Linked DNA regions of Oryctolagus cuniculus: region 1 is linked to region 2. Evidence: chromatin contacts called from public Hi-C data. All regions are on one chromosome and are shown on one strand. Each heading gives the region's core, a stretch centred on a gene start, on an enhancer-like site or on the middle of the called end of the contact. The rest is flanking DNA. Distances are from core to core; before and after follow the strand shown. Region 1 has its middle 67 kb from the start of PDE3B. Region 2 holds the start of PDE3B (phosphodiesterase 3B).

Region 1 (4,043 bases), core at 836-3,335, 67 kb before region 2:
CAAACCTTGCCTTCATCTAGGATAATGTCAAAGTCCTGCTAACAATTGGTCTTTTAGTTTCTTGACCTTTTCCTCTCCAATAAAAATAGGAGCTAGCACTTGCTATGTGCCAGTTCCTGTTCTAAGAAATCAGCATGTTAGGTATTGACTCGTTTGATTCCATGACTGCCCCGTAGCACAGGTCACTGTTATTATCTTCTCCATTTCACAGATGAGGAAACAGTTAAGGAGTCTGCTCGTGGTTGTGCTTCCTTACAGCACTGAAGGCAAAATCTAAATCCAGGTGCTCCAGCCCAAGAGAGGACATGCTTCAACACCATTCCAAGTAGTCTCCTTCCAATGACGATCTTTCCTCCACTCCATCTCTGCCACCCACTTTCACTATCATACTGTGACTCCTGCTATCACCTCTACCTGTCTCATCTTCAGATCACTAATTCAGGCATTCCATCTTGTAACCAACTTCCTCTTGCACCAGCAGGGGAATAAAAACAACAAAAGTCAGTGTTACAAAAAACCATTGTTTAGTGACCAGCACTGTGGTACAGCAAGTTAAGCCATGGCTTGCCGTATGGGAGCTGATTCGAGTCCTGGTTGCTCCACTTCCAATCCAGATCCATGCTAATGTGCCTGAGAAAGCAACAGAAGATGGCCCAAGTTCCTGGGCCCCTGCTTGCATGTGGAAGACCCAGAAGAAGCTCTTGGCTCCTGACTTAGGCCTGGCACAGCCCTAGCTGTTGTGGCCATTTAGGGAGTGAACCAGCAGATGGAGGATCTCTCTCTCTCTCTGTCTCTCCTTCTTTCTCTCTGTAAATCTACCTTTCAAATAAATAAATAAATCTTTTTTAAAAAAAGAAAAGATAAAAAATTTTAAAATAGCATTGTTTGCAAAATCTAGGGAGCTAATTTAATTTGGAATTCTGTATGAGCTATGAACCTAGTTACCAGCTTTTTCCAACTTTAAAATTTCTTACTGTTAAAGCACCTTGCTTAGAAAATTTTAAATATTTATGTCTTCAACAATTGTCTCAAAATAATAAACTGTACAATTCTTGTCATTACAAAAATCTGAACTCCCCCTAATGGGACTTGTTAGTTTTTCTGTGTTTTCTGCCAGTGTAAATGTGAAAAGCTTTGCTTACATTACATTTTGAAAATGCATTTTGTGCACTTGAATTTTGCCAAATCTCCATGTGAAGGTTAGATCTAAGTAGATGAATAAAGTTCTGTGCATGTTTTGAAAGTTTTTTTTTTTTTAAAAGGTAATGGTGGCAATAGCAAACACTTATTTAGTCATTCATTTCTCACAACAGTTGTATTTAGAGATAGATATGATTACCATTGTTTTACAGATGAGGAGACTTGAAACATAGAGAGGTTAATTTGCATGCACAGGCCATCAGCTCATAAGTGGCAAAGCCCGAATTGGAAGTTCCAGAGTCCACATTCTTACCTGTTGTGTGAAGGATGATAATCCTGGAGTTGTGGGAAAAATAATTTTCACCTAGTAATTTTTTTTTCAAAACACGCGTTCCTACCCTCCAGTTCCAAATGTCTATTTGTCTGTTTGAAAAAACCTTTCAGATGATCTAGATATGTGCTTCATGCTCTCAACTACAAATTTAGATAGTTTCTGCAACCTCCCATCCTGGTGTTCTGGTTGAGTTTAACCTACCAAGTCCTGCTGGCCTCGGTGAGAACTTACAGAAACAGGACAGGGCTGGGTCTGTGGGTGGAGGCACTGCAACTAGCAAGGCTGAGTAAGACAAGCACTGGTATCAACAGCTTGAAGAAGCTGGAGTTAGCAGGGATGGCTGTATTTCTCGATACACACGTTATACCTGATGTGTTGTTACTGTTCTCTGGTTTAACCTAATAGTCAGGAAGAGGACCAACTGCTCCACTGGGGATAGCTCTGGGCAGCAGTTTGCTGTTCACTAATGTGATGGTTTCTTCTACAAGAAGAAAGCAGAATGAGAGGAGTGCAAAGAAGGTATTCTTGGCACCGGTCTGGGGAAAAGCAGTCTGGCTGAAACCATTCAGTTTCCTTGGCCAGGAAGCAGCAATCTACATAAACAGGAAGTGGAGAAGGTTGGGGGAGAGGGTAGTGGTTAGTTGGTGAGAAACAAGAGCTGACACAAGATGGTGTTAAGTGGTTACATGCAAAAGAGCTTCAGATTCAGGCACAGGTTTTGCATGTTCATTATCCCAGCTCTCTCGGGAGGCCTATTTTCACCAGGATGTCTGTGTGCTAAGTGTTGGGTCCTGTTCTCAAAAGGCTACATATTTGAGTGCCTGCTTTTTGCCTGTTGCCTTCTGTGTAGTTTTATTTTATATCATTCAATCATCTCAACATCCTGTTAGGATGGAATTAGGTGAAAAAGCTGGCTCAGAGGGAGTAAGTTGCTTTTCCTAAATTCATTCACATTATACCATTTTATAGCACCTTGAAAATTATCTCCTCTCATAAAATTGACTGTTAAGCATATCTATTAGAAAGGCAGATTAACTTTCTAGGGATACCATAATAAGCATCATAAATTTGGTGGCTGAATACAACAGAAATTGAGGAGCCAGTGTTATGGCTGTTGTGACGCCAGCATCCCATATATGTGCCAGTTTGTGTCCTGCCTGCTCTACTTCTGATCCAGCTCCATGCTAATGCACATGGGAAAACAGGAGAAGATGGCCCAAGTGCTTGGGCCCCTGCCACCCAACATGGGAGATCTGGATGGATCTCCCAGCTACTGGCTTCGGCCTGACCCAGCCCTGGCTGTTAAGGCCATTTGGGGACTGAACCAGTAGATGGAAGATCTCACTCTCTCCCCCTCTCTTTGTAACTCTAACTTTCAAATAAATAAATACTCTCCCCTCAAAAAAAAAAAAAAAAGCCAATAGAAATCTATTTTCTCATTAGTCTGGAGACTACAAGTTGGAAATCGAGGTGTTGGCAGGGCCATGCTCCTTCTAAAGCCTTTATGAGAGAACACTTTTGTGTTTTGTCCAGCTTCTGGTGTCTCTGGACATTCTTTGGCTTGTGGCTGTGATGTGGGAAGATAGTTAGCTAATAGGGAGGAGCTGAGGTTTGACAGCCCCAGCTGACCTATGTGGTATCATGCCCTGAGGCATGGCAGCTCCAGCCCTGGCTAGCCATTGCACCAGCCATGTCCAGCTCTCACAGGATAGCCTGGCTGACCCACATGACAGCCTGATCTGAAACATCCAAACCCTTCCGGTACACCACTCAAAACTCCCTTTCTGGGAATTGCCTAAACCCATCACCAGCTCCCCTCTCCCCATGTCCGTGTAGCAGAAAGTGCAAGTTCTGCAATGTTGCAAACTTAGAATCAGCTGGAAATATCCAGTATGGCTGCAGGCTGTATCCCAGTGATGTCTTTTAATAAACGTGTAGTAAACTTACCATGGCCAGCAGTCCTGCTCCTATCATACCTGATGCCATGACAGTTCCAAGATTTCCCAAAAAAAAAATATGGAAATGGGGAGAACTCAAGCTCTGCCCCAAACTCTACCCTCTTTGAATATTCAATTGAGCCTCACCCCAGATACCACCCTCTATGCCTCCTGATAATGTAAAATGATGGCCTGAATATTGATGTGTCTTCCTTCCTTCCTTTCTTTCTTTTTTTAAAGATTTCTTCTTTTTTTTTTTTAGACATTTATTTTATTTGAAAGTCAGAGTTACAGAGACACAGAGGAGAGACAGAGAGAGAAAGAAAGATCTTCTATCCTCTGGCACCCCAAATGGCCACAGTGTCTGGGACTGGCCCAGGCTGAAGCCAGGAGCCAGGAGCTTCTTCCAGGTCTCCCACATAGGTATCAGTGGTCCAAATGCTTGGGCCATCTTCTTCTGCTTTCCCAGGCCATTAGCAGGGAGTTGGATTTGAAGTGGAGCAGCTGAGACTTGAACCGGTACCCAAATGGGATGCCAGTGCTACAGGCAGTAGCTTTACCTACTATGACACAAGGATTTTTTTCTTTGTGCTTTATTTTTTTAAAAAAAGACTTATTTATTTTTGAAAGTC
Region 2 (4,474 bases), core at 1,791-4,290:
GTTTTCTGAGACCAGAAGATCACCTAAATTAAATTGTTCTATTTGACATTTCAGAAGGATGAGACCTGTAAAAGTTGCTTAAAGCCGGGTAGTAAAAGGTTGGGCCCAGACTGAAACTCATGAAACTGTATTTCTAATCCAGTACTATTCTTGCTACTTGTCTGTTTTACCTCAGATAACATCCTTGGATTTAAAAACAAAAAAAACCAAAAACTTTAATCTTAATTGGCTCTAATATTAAATCAATTTATTATCTCCTTTAAGATTTTTTTTAAAGATTTATTTATTTATTTGAAAATATAAGTTACACAGAGAGAGGAGAGGCAGAGAGAGAGAGAGAGAGAGCTCTTCCATCCAATGGTTCACTCCCCAGATGGCCGCAATGGCCAGAGCCACGCTGATCTGAAGCCAGGAGCCAGGAGCTTCTTCCAGGTCTCCCACGTAGGTGCAGGGGCCCAAGGACTTGGACCATCTTCTACTGCTTCCCCAGGCCACAGCAGAGAGCTGGATCAGAAGAGGAGCAGCCAGTTTTCAAACCGGCGCCCATATGGGATGCCAGCACTTCAGGCCAGGGCATTAACCCGCTGTGCCACAGCGCTGGCTCCAAGAATTTTTTTTTAAGATTTATTTGAAAGGCAGAATTACAGAGAGGCAGAGGCAGAGAGAGACAGAGAGGTCTTCATCTGCTGGTTCATTCCCCAGATGGCTGCAATGGCTGGAGCTTTGCCAATATGAAGCTAAGAGCAAGGAGCTTCTTCCGGGTCTCTCATGTGGGTTCAGGGGCCCAAGGACTTGGGCCATCTTCAACTGCTTTCCCAGGCCATACCAGAGAGCTAGATCAGAAATGGAGTGGCCAGGACTTGAACTGGTGCCCATATGGGATGCCAACATTACAGGCAGTGGCTTTACCCACTACACCACAGCACCAGCCCCTCTCCTATAAGAATTTATAATGGCATTTCAATATTACATTTTGCTAGTTTTGTCCTGCCCTTCTCTATAGGCTCTGGCTGTATCCATTAAGTTTCCTACATGTGGGGTGGGCAACTGGTCTAAAGGTTAAGCTATTGGTTGGGGTGTCTGCTCCCAATTACATCTTCCTGTTAATGTGCACTCCTAGAGGTCAGTGAGTGATGGTTCAAGTACTTGGGTCCTTGGCACTCATGTACAGCTGAAATGAGTTCCCCGGTTTTGGGGCACTTAAGGAGTAAATTAGCAGGTGGGAGTCACTCTCTGCCTCTCAAATTTAATAAATAAAAATTTTAAAGTTTCATACTCAGTCTTCATCTGGTGTTAGTGAGGTTTATACATGTTATTGTCATAGTGGAAGAAAGCTTTGATGGACTCTTTTTTTTTTTTTTTTTTTGACAGGCAGAGTGGACAGTGAGAGAGACAGAGAGAGAGAAAGTTCTTCCTTTGCCGTTGGTTCACCCTCCAATGGCTGCTGCGGCTGGTGCGCTGCGGCCCGCGCACTGCACTGATCCGAAGCCAGGAGCCAGGTGCTTCTCCTGGTCTCCCATGGGGTGCAGGGCCCAAGCACTTGGGCCATCCTCCACTGCACTCCTAGGCCACAGCAGAGAGCTGGCCTGGAAGAGGGGCAACTGGGACAGAATCTGCCGCCCCGACGGGACTAGAAACTGGTGTGCCAGCGCCGCAAGGTGGAGGATTAGTCTATTGAGCCGAAGCACCGGCCCTTGATGGACTCTTTACCTTTTAGGAAAGCATTTGGTTTATAAATTAGAAAACTATTTTTTTCTTTTATTCAATGTATAGAAAAGGAAAGGAAGCTGGTAATTGTTTTTGTTTGTATGCGTGTCTCTTGATCAAATTCTTGAGCTAATTTCACAGTGATTTCTGCTATGTATGTGAACTCTGACCATATATGAAAATGGTGTGTTAGGTCATGGCTGTGGGCAGAGATTAATTGGTGAAAAATGGGCCTGTTTGTGGGATTTACCACACAGTAAGGTTTCTCATCTCCCTGGAAAAATGTGGAATTAGCTTTTTGAGAAATGCAGTTCTGTCATGAGGCTGGAGGGAGTTTCGGTGGAGGGAAACACAGTTCACCCTCTAAGGCAGTTATGATTGGTGCGATTCCAGAGCAGTCCCTTTGGTACTGCAACGTTCTTCTCACTTTGAAGTCAGCATTTCCTAACGTTGCTAGTTTCACCACTACTTTACAGATAGCATCTTACTTGGCTTTTGAAGGGCAATGGATCACAGCTGAGGAGTGGTCTTGGCGAGAACACCTAATGTTCCTATCCCCCCTCTCTAGAACTTGCTGTTATAGTGAAAAAGCTTTCAATTTGGAAAGGACATTTGCAACAGCAAATCTTACAGGCCATGTTAGAGGGGAACTAGACTGACCATTGCGTATGTATGGCAAGGGTGGAAGGTGGAGGACGTGACGTCAGTTCCTTGCCTGTGAAGCAAGATTTGGATGTTTCCAGAGTGCCCGCCACGTGCACCCTCCCTAAGGGCCACTGCAGGGATTTTGGGCCTGCTGCGTGGCTCAAGGAAACACGTTGCAGCTGGGGCCATACCTACCCACCGTGATTAGAGGTTCTGGGTTGTGGCCTTGGTGATGACGGGCCCTCACTTGGTCACAGCTCTGCTCACACAGTCCCAGGGCCCACCCCGAACTGGGCTGAGGTTAGAGGCAGCCCCTCCCACTCTGGGCTCGGTATCCCCACTAGGCACTCCTTTTGGGGATCACAAACGTCCTCTCTTTCCCCAAGACCCCAGTGGTGACCTGTCGGAGCCTGGCTAGACACCTCTGACTTCCCCTCAAAACACCCTGCGTGTCTGGGGTCCCAGGTTGGCGGGTTTGCCCTTCCCATCCGATGACGACCCCGTCGTCTCTCCCAGCCCCAGCCGGCCCCCGGACTACCACGGCCGCACTCTCCTGCCCCACACTCACACACTCGGCGGGGTCCCGATCTCGCGTCCCTGTTGGTGGCGGCGGGCGCCGGTGCTGGCGGGCCAGACGCGGGCGCGCGCGGACGGCGGGCAGGGCGCGTGCCCGGCCGGAGCTGCCGCGGGGGAGGAGCGCCCGCTTGCCGCTCGCGCGCCCAACGGACCAGGCTGGGGCCGTGAGGTTAACTGTTGCAGCCAACGGGAGCTGGGAGGCGACACCGAGTCTTCAGTCCCCAGAGTTGCCCGAGGGAAAAGGAGACGGCAGCCGACGCGGTCCCGGAGAGAAGCCCCTTCCGCCGCTCTCCTGAGCCAGCATGTCGCGGACTCTGTCGCTCCTCGGCCCGCGCGGCGGAGACCCCGGGCCGCGGCGACGGGCGCAGCTCTGACGCGCTACGAGCCGGGGGGCGCCCAGAACTCGGTGGCGGGGGTCCGGGAGCGCGAGCGGCTGTCTGCAGTCCGAGCTGGGCGTGCTGAGCCCCGCGGCCACCCCTGGCCATGAGGGGAGAGGAGCGAGACGCCAAAGCCATGCGGTACCCGCAGCCGCCGGACGGGGCCGGCTCGCCCCCCGGGAGTCTGAGGAACGGCTACGTGAAGAGCTGCGTGAGCCCCTTGCGGCAGGACCCTCCGCGCGGCTTCTTATTCCACCTCTGCCGCTTCTGCAACGTGGAGCTGCCGCCGCCGGCGCCGGCCTCTCCCCAGCAGCCGCGGCACGGCTCCCGCTTCTCCCGGGCGCGCCTCTCGCTGGGCGCCCTGGCCGCCTTTGTCCTCGCCGGGCTGCTCGGCGCGGGGCCCGAGAGCTGGGTTACCGGGGCCGCCCAGCTGCGGACGCTGCTGAGCGTGTGCTCGCATAGCCTCAGCCCCCTCTTCAGCATCGCCTGTGCCTTCTTCTTCCTCACCTGCTTCCTGACTCGGACCCAGCGGGGCCCCGACCTGGGCCCAGGCGGCGGCTCCTGGTGGGTGCTTGCGCTGCCCGCCTGCTGTTACCTGGGGGACCTCTTGGGGTGGCCGTGGTGGTCCTGGCCGTGGGGGGCCGAGACCCCCGGCCCGCACGCGCCCCCAGCGGTGGCGGGCAGGTTGGTGTTGGTGCTGAGCTGTGTGGGTTTGCTGACGCTCGCACAGCCTGCGAGGCTCCGCCACAGCATCCCGGCGCTGCTGCTCTTCGCCAGCTGCGTCTGGTGGGTCTCCGTCACCAGCCTGGGCTCGCTGCCTTCGGTCCTTCGGCCGCTGCTCTCTTGCCTGGTCGGGAGCGCAGGCTGTCTGCTGGCCCTGGGGTTGGATCACTTCTTTCAGATCAGGGAAGCGCCTCTCCATCCTCGGCTGGCCAGCGCCGTGGACGAAAAAGTGCCTGTGATACGACCCCGGCGGAGGTCCAGCTGCGTTTCGCTGGGAGAGAGCGGCGCCAGTTACTATGGCAGTGGCAAGATGTTCCGCCGACCGTCGTTGCCTTGTATTTCCAGAGAGCAGGTATGTTGGCCCGGGAGTCGGGGCCGCCCGGGGGCGAGCGCGCCGTCGGCCTTGGCGCTGCGGTGCGCGAGTGCAGGGAGCGTCTTGGAAGTGG

The links. Hi-C and Micro-C count contacts between places; a contact is called where the count stands out from the background.
Region 1: a Hi-C map of an unstated tissue shows a contact between it and region 2, with 2.3 times the contacts expected there. The contact joins the enhancer-like site here to the promoter of PDE3B in region 2. A contact is called at or near these places in 2 of 6 Hi-C or Micro-C datasets (liver and an unstated tissue).

Annotation. Positions count from the first base shown.
Region 1 is chr1:51,630,588-51,634,630 of mOryCun1.1, reverse strand. No RefSeq gene overlaps it. Among named protein-coding and RNA genes, the nearest start is that of PDE3B, 67 kb to the right of the region's middle. Within about 2 kb of position 2,085, at least 1 of the 8 cell types and tissues checked has an H3K27ac peak or open chromatin away from gene starts, as enhancers often do.
Region 2 is chr1:51,563,984-51,568,457 of mOryCun1.1, reverse strand. It overlaps PDE3B (phosphodiesterase 3B), which reads left to right and starts at 3,040. Exons shown (of 16, transcript XM_002708827.5): 1 at 3,040-4,380. The coding sequence starts at 3,412.